2 separate regions of the Mus musculus genome follow, and region 1 is linked to region 2. A link is a contact called in public HiChIP or PLAC-seq data. All regions are on one chromosome and are shown on one strand. Each heading gives the region's core, a stretch centred on a gene start, on an enhancer-like site or on the middle of the called end of the contact. The rest is flanking DNA. Distances are from core to core; before and after follow the strand shown.

The links. HiChIP or PLAC-seq counts read pairs in DNA pulled down with a chosen protein or histone mark.
Region 1: a contact with region 2 is called in an H3K27ac HiChIP or PLAC-seq map of embryonic stem cells, with 10 read pairs. The contact joins the enhancer-like site here to the promoter of Efhc1 in region 2. A contact is called at or near these places in 17 of 39 promoter capture datasets (the 3T3-L1 cell line, 3T3-L1-derived adipocytes, the C10 cell line and 11 more), 1 of 15 datasets of contacts at CTCF or cohesin (large pre-B cells), 26 of 484 Hi-C or Micro-C datasets (B cells, the C2C12 cell line, CD4 T cells and 16 more) and 8 of 115 datasets of contacts at active chromatin or transcription factors (astrocytes, embryonic stem cells and extraembryonic endoderm stem cells).

The regions. Positions count from the first base shown.
Region 1 is chr1:21,258,487-21,261,383 of GRCm38.p6, reverse strand. Gsta3 (glutathione S-transferase, alpha 3) reads right to left here. Exons shown (of 7, transcript NM_010356.4): 4 at 2,404-2,536; 5 at 1,195-1,336. All of the region lies in intron 1 of Gm28836 (a long non-coding RNA gene), which reads left to right. Among named protein-coding and RNA genes, the nearest start is that of Gm28836, 12 kb to the left of the region's middle. Within about 2 kb of position 1,258, at least 5 of the 459 cell types and tissues checked have an H3K27ac peak or open chromatin away from gene starts, as enhancers often do. A contact at or near this core is called in embryonic stem cells, where this site is marked.
Region 2 is chr1:20,950,349-20,953,048 of GRCm38.p6, reverse strand. Efhc1 (EF-hand domain (C-terminal) containing 1) reads right to left here and starts at 1,423. Exons shown (of 11, transcript NM_027974.1): 1 at 1,253-1,423. The coding sequence starts at 1,315. All of the region lies in intron 1 of Gm51618 (a long non-coding RNA gene), which reads left to right.

The DNA.
Region 1 (2,897 bases), core at 9-2,508, 310 kb before region 2:
ATTCTGAAACATGGCCTCTTCATTTGTAAATGGACTTCTCAAGAAGATGTATATATACAACAAACACATATACATGTGTAAAGGCAGAACTTATTCTTTTATTTTGTATAACTTTCTTTTTAAAAACTTGAGAGCCATGTTGTTAATTCTGGCAATTTTTTCCTTCACATCTCTGCCCTGCCTCTTCCCTCCCATGCCTCTTGTCAGTATTGTGTAGATACTTCAAATCTATCCCGAAACAGAACAATATTCTTCTGATGGCCCACCTGTTTCAAACCTCCGTATATCAGGGGCAGAATATTTTCTGGTATTGCTTTCATTGTGATGCTCTCGAGTCAAAAGATGGCAGTATTCTGTTTAATCAAGAGCAGCCCCTAGTGTGGCTTGGAGGTTCACATACCCCAAGTTCTAATTGTGACTGTGAAATCTTTCAGAAAAACTCTAGGGTGGGTCACAGCACAACAAAAATTTTTGAAAAAAATGAACTGTTACTCTCTGCTATAACTATCCCAATGGGTCTTCACACTCCACGTTTACACAACACCTCCAACGTTTAGGTGCTGAATTTACAATAATGAAGCCCGTTCTGGAAGCAAAGACTAACAACCCAAGAACATATTCTTCCTCTGTTGTGACTGAGGATCTGTGTCTGCCCTGCCCAAAATCAAGATGCAGAGAACCCCAGCCCACAGCATGATGCTGCTAGTAAGTAGGACCCTTGAGAAGGGAATAGATTAACTGTGGGCTAAGTGCTCATGAATGGCATCCCCGCTCCCTACAAGGGGGATTCCAGAGACCTCCCATACACCACCTGCAATTGAAGACACAGAAAGAAGGCAAGCATCCATGAACCAAGGAGCCAGTCCAGACAGGCACCAATCTGCAGGGTCCTGATGTTATGCTTCATAACATGTTTTAACAGGCTCCGCATTTCTCTTATAGCAACTTTAGTTGGCCACATGTCCCCTGAGGACTTTCGTTTTGTTTTGTTTTTGTTTTTCGAGACAGGGTTTCTCTGTGTAGCCCTCGGCTGTCCTGGAACTCACTCTGTAGACCAGGCTGGCCTCGAACTCAGAAATCCACCTGCCTCTGCCTCCCAAGTGCTGGGACTAAAGGCGTGCACCACCACGCCCAGTGCCCTTGAGGACTTTTAGACCTTCTGAATGCACGGAAGTTCTGTCAGCTTCCACTCACCTTTTCAAAGGCAGGGAAGTAACGGTTCCTGGTTTGTTCCTTGATCTTGGCAAGGCTTGCCTCTTTCTCCTCAGGGGGCATGTGGGGGTAATAGAGAATCATTATCTCCAGATCCGCCACTCCTTCTGTGTACATGTCAATGCTGAAAGACAGACAAACATTCGGCCAAAGCTCCCTTACCTGGGGTTTCATACTTAAAAGACTCAAACGGCGGTGGTAAAGTTGTTTACCTCTGATGGGGCTTTGGAGTCAGTAGTAGTAATTTGATTTTTACTTGCAGATTAGCAATCCTTTTGGACTTTTCAAAATGTATACAGAGTTTCTCTATGTAGCTCTGGCTGAGTTTACAGATTGGCCTTAAACTCTCAGCAGTTTGCCTGCCTTTGTCACTGAGCTCAGGGATTAAAGGCAAATGCCATCACATCCAGTGGCATTCCACTTTGAATGACTTGAATGTCTAGCAAGCAATGTTCTTCTTTGCATTCAGGCTTTGGTGAACACTTGGCTCACTTTTTTTAACACTATAACTGGCACATCTTTGCACATTCCTGTGCAATTATTCCTGAGCATATATTTCCATGTCTCTTACGTATGTGTCTAGTAAAGGAACTGCTAGGTTATTGGTGGCTTGATGTTTAACTTTTGAGAAATAATCCACAGTTCCACAGAAGTCTTCTGTTTGAATGGAGTGGATGTAGCATAGAGAGAGGAGATCTGATGATTAGTCTTGGCAGCTTCAAAAAACCCTCATTCAGTTCCCATGAAAAGCACCGTGTACCATGCAACCCTTGTGTCTCTGCACCAGACTCTATGACTTACAAGCAGGCTGACTATATGTAGATTTAGATGGTAACCGAGGGTCATGGTTACTGTTATATGTCTTATAATGGCCAGAACTAGAAGGTCAGCTCTTTGGATACCTCTCTTTATTGTTAGTTAAAGACTTGGCCTTTGTCCAAAGTTATATTGACTAGAATATTGCTTCTAAAGATTAAACAAATTTTATGGAAACAGGATTCCAATATCTCCTATTCTACAACGATACATCTTTAACCCCTTATATTCTTCCTCCATCTCCATGGCATTCCCCTAACTGATGTCAGTGTATGTATATCCAAGCACACAACCCCACTGTGTTCATGAATCCCTTGCTATAGTTCTGTTCACTCAAGAAAGGAAAAAATCTTTTCCAGAGAAAGTCTACCATACATGGCTCTCTCCTTCATGTCCTTCCCATAGAGGTTGTATTTGGAGGCAATGTAGTTGAGAATGGCTTTGGTCTGCACCAGTTTCATCCCGTCGATCTCTACCATGGGCACTTGCTGGAACATCAGACTCCCATCTATTGGACGAAACAAAGAGAAAGGAGAATAAGTCGTAAAATCTATGGTTAGATACATTCAAAACAAAATATTTAATCAGATGGCTGAAAATTTAGAAACAAATTACTAGGTAACTTTCAATGAAATAGCACCTAATTTTTTGTTTCCTGCATCTTTAGTGTCTTCTAAGATGTAGACAATTATTTTACTGGTGTTCTTATTTTTTACCATAAACACTTATACTGTGTCTGTTGACAGGATATGATGGTGTGTTTATTTCATCCTCATATATATTTTAGGGTGAAGTTGAAGGAGGGATAATTGTACTGTCAACAGATTTCCTTACAATAAAAAAGACAGTCCTAAAGTATTCATGTTATT
Region 2 (2,700 bases), core at 174-2,673:
CACTTGGCTTTGATATGATAGGACGTGTTTGTTGTTGTTGGGGTGGTTTGTTCTGAGCATGTGTGTGTGGGGGGATATGAGTGTATATGCACATGCCTGTTTGCATGTATGTGGAAATACATATGAAAGACCAAAGTTGGCATGGGTAGGCTGCATCAGGTAAGGGTCAGTCTAGCTAAGCGTCTTGCTTGGGTATTAAGGATCTGAACTCCACTCCTCTTATGAGAGCAGCAAGTGCTTTATCCTCTGAGCCACTTCCTTTTCACGAAGCTCCTGTTCTGTCTGGTTTGGATCTGCTGTCGTTTGGAGACAGTGACTAGCTATGTAGCCCAGGCTAGACTCAAATTGGCCACCCGTATGCCTCAGCTTCCTGAAAGCTGAGATTACGAATGTGCATCGCCACCCTGGACTTTATTTAATTTAATATTTAATTTCATCTAGATGATGACTATAAACAGTTGGGGCAAAGGAGTAAAATGCAATCTGAACGGGAGCCCTGTGTGTTGGCATGTCTTTAATCCAAGCAGTCTGCAGGCCGAGGCAGGTGGTTCTCAGGTTCAAGGCCAGCCTAGGCTGCAGACAAGATAAAACAACAACCTCCCCCCCCACACACACACACAGTCTGAAAATGAATCATGTGTGTAAGTACACACACACGGGCTACAGAAAGAGAAACATTAAGTGGTTCATTCCTATGGTTGAGACGGAAGAAATACAAGGAGAGGAGGAAGAATGCTTTACAGAGAAAAACTACAAGAAAACCAGCATGTGGGGGCGGCGGGAGGTGGGGGATTCAATTCTAGGGAAGGCTGTAGCTGGAGAGAAAAGTGACCCTTAACTCAAAAGGCCAGAGACTGGGGTGGGGACCCGTCAGGAAAGGAGTACGTGGAAAAGATGCATACACATAGAGGAAAGGGGTTGAAGGGCAGTGACCCTGAGGATTCAGAAGCGGTGAGACAAATCCAGAATGAGGCTGCTGTGGAGAGACGGTAGGAGAGGATGAAGGCGCTGAGTAGGGTTACAGTGCAGCTGGGGAGAGGCCTGGAGACAGCCTGGGGTAATCGGGCCAGAAGGCAGGTAGATGGGGCAGTAAAGAAAGAACAGGGCCACGGTGAGGACCCAGGAGGGTGAGTGGACTACCAAGAGGCCAAGCAAAATCGGCAGAGGCTGGGATGCGCGAGGACGACGGAGCCTGCGGAATGAAGGAGCGCAGAGGCGAGCCAAGTGGAGAACCCTTCGGGCTGGCCCTCACCGTGGAGTCTGTAAAGGACGAGCCCGGGAGAAAGGGCAGGCCGTGCACCGGGTTGGTCCCCATCGCTGCCCTGCAGCTGCCACCTCGGTTGCCTTTTGCCGCTCGGGTTACCCTGGCAACAAACTGCACTCGCGGGCCTCTCCAGACTCCCTGGTAACGCCAAACACACTAGTCGAGAGAGGGGAGGAGCGGCGGGGAGGAGGGGAGGATGTTAGGGGGCGGGGAAAGGGAGGCGGAGGCCAGGTCTGCGCCTGCGCACAGCACTACTGACTCTAGTGGCCACAGGACGTGGCTAATGGGTGTGGCAGAGGCGGCTCCGCCCCCTTTCTTTCCCATACTTTTCCCTTTCTCCTCAGCCCCCACTTCCTGGCTCCCAGAGGATGCAACCTAGGGGTGGGCTGAAGAAAGCGGATGTTCTTAGGCCTTGGCTCGCGCAGTGAGGTCTGGGATTGGACCACGTCCCTTTAGATCAGTTGTTACAAAGAAGTTCCTTGCTCCACGTTAGTCCTCCCAAGAGCTCAGGCACCCTTTCTCTGGGGAAAGAGCTGCTGTCCTAGTCCAGACACAATGTACAGTGGTTGCTCCCCAGTGAAAGCGCTAAATACTTCAGACTCATCAAATTATGAGGCAAGGGCTGTGGATTAGATTATAATCGACTGCATTTTCGTTGCTCAGACTTGATCCGATTTGAAGCCCCAGTCTTTCCACGGCTTCCTGGTCCCCTCTTAGCTATCTGTTCCACCGTAGATTCCTATAGATTGTGTGCTGAGGTCTCAGAACTTTACTGGGTATCTGTTGACTGAAAAGCTGGAGAGTGCCTACGCCTACCTTAGTCCTTGCTTTATAGCTATAGCATCAGTGATACATAAGAACCACAGAGGAAGAGAGAACCTTCAAAGAGAGACCGAGTCATGAGAAAGAAGTAATTCAGGGGAGTGAAATATTGTCAGGGTCATGTGTACTGCAGAGTATAGCATTTTCTGGACAACTTTTTTTTTTTCCTTTAAAAAAAAAGTGACCCCATTCCTGAAAGATCATCAGGAAAAGAAAGAAACCAAGAGTCTGTCAGCATGGGGAAATAAAAGGGAAGCTAAGATGCCCAGAGATTTTTTTCCATTATGTCTCAAATTTCCTAGGAGTTTGGTCTTTATAACATGTTTTCTGACCTAGGAATTTAGAGAAACGGTAGAGTAGTAAGCCTGAGGGAGAGTATCATGGGTCATTTGCTGCCACCAGTTAAGATGGCAGCTGCATTAGTCAGGGTTCCCTAGAGGAGCAGAACTGATGGAATGAATAAACACATTGATTGATGTTGGCTGTAGGTGCCGAAGTAAATAGAGAAGCTTACCAAGATGCTAAGCCTTCATTTTCTGAAGGGGCAAGAGGGTTCATCCTTCTTGGAAAAGGCTGGCATCCCGCTAGCTCACTCCAGTGACTTTGTTCAAATA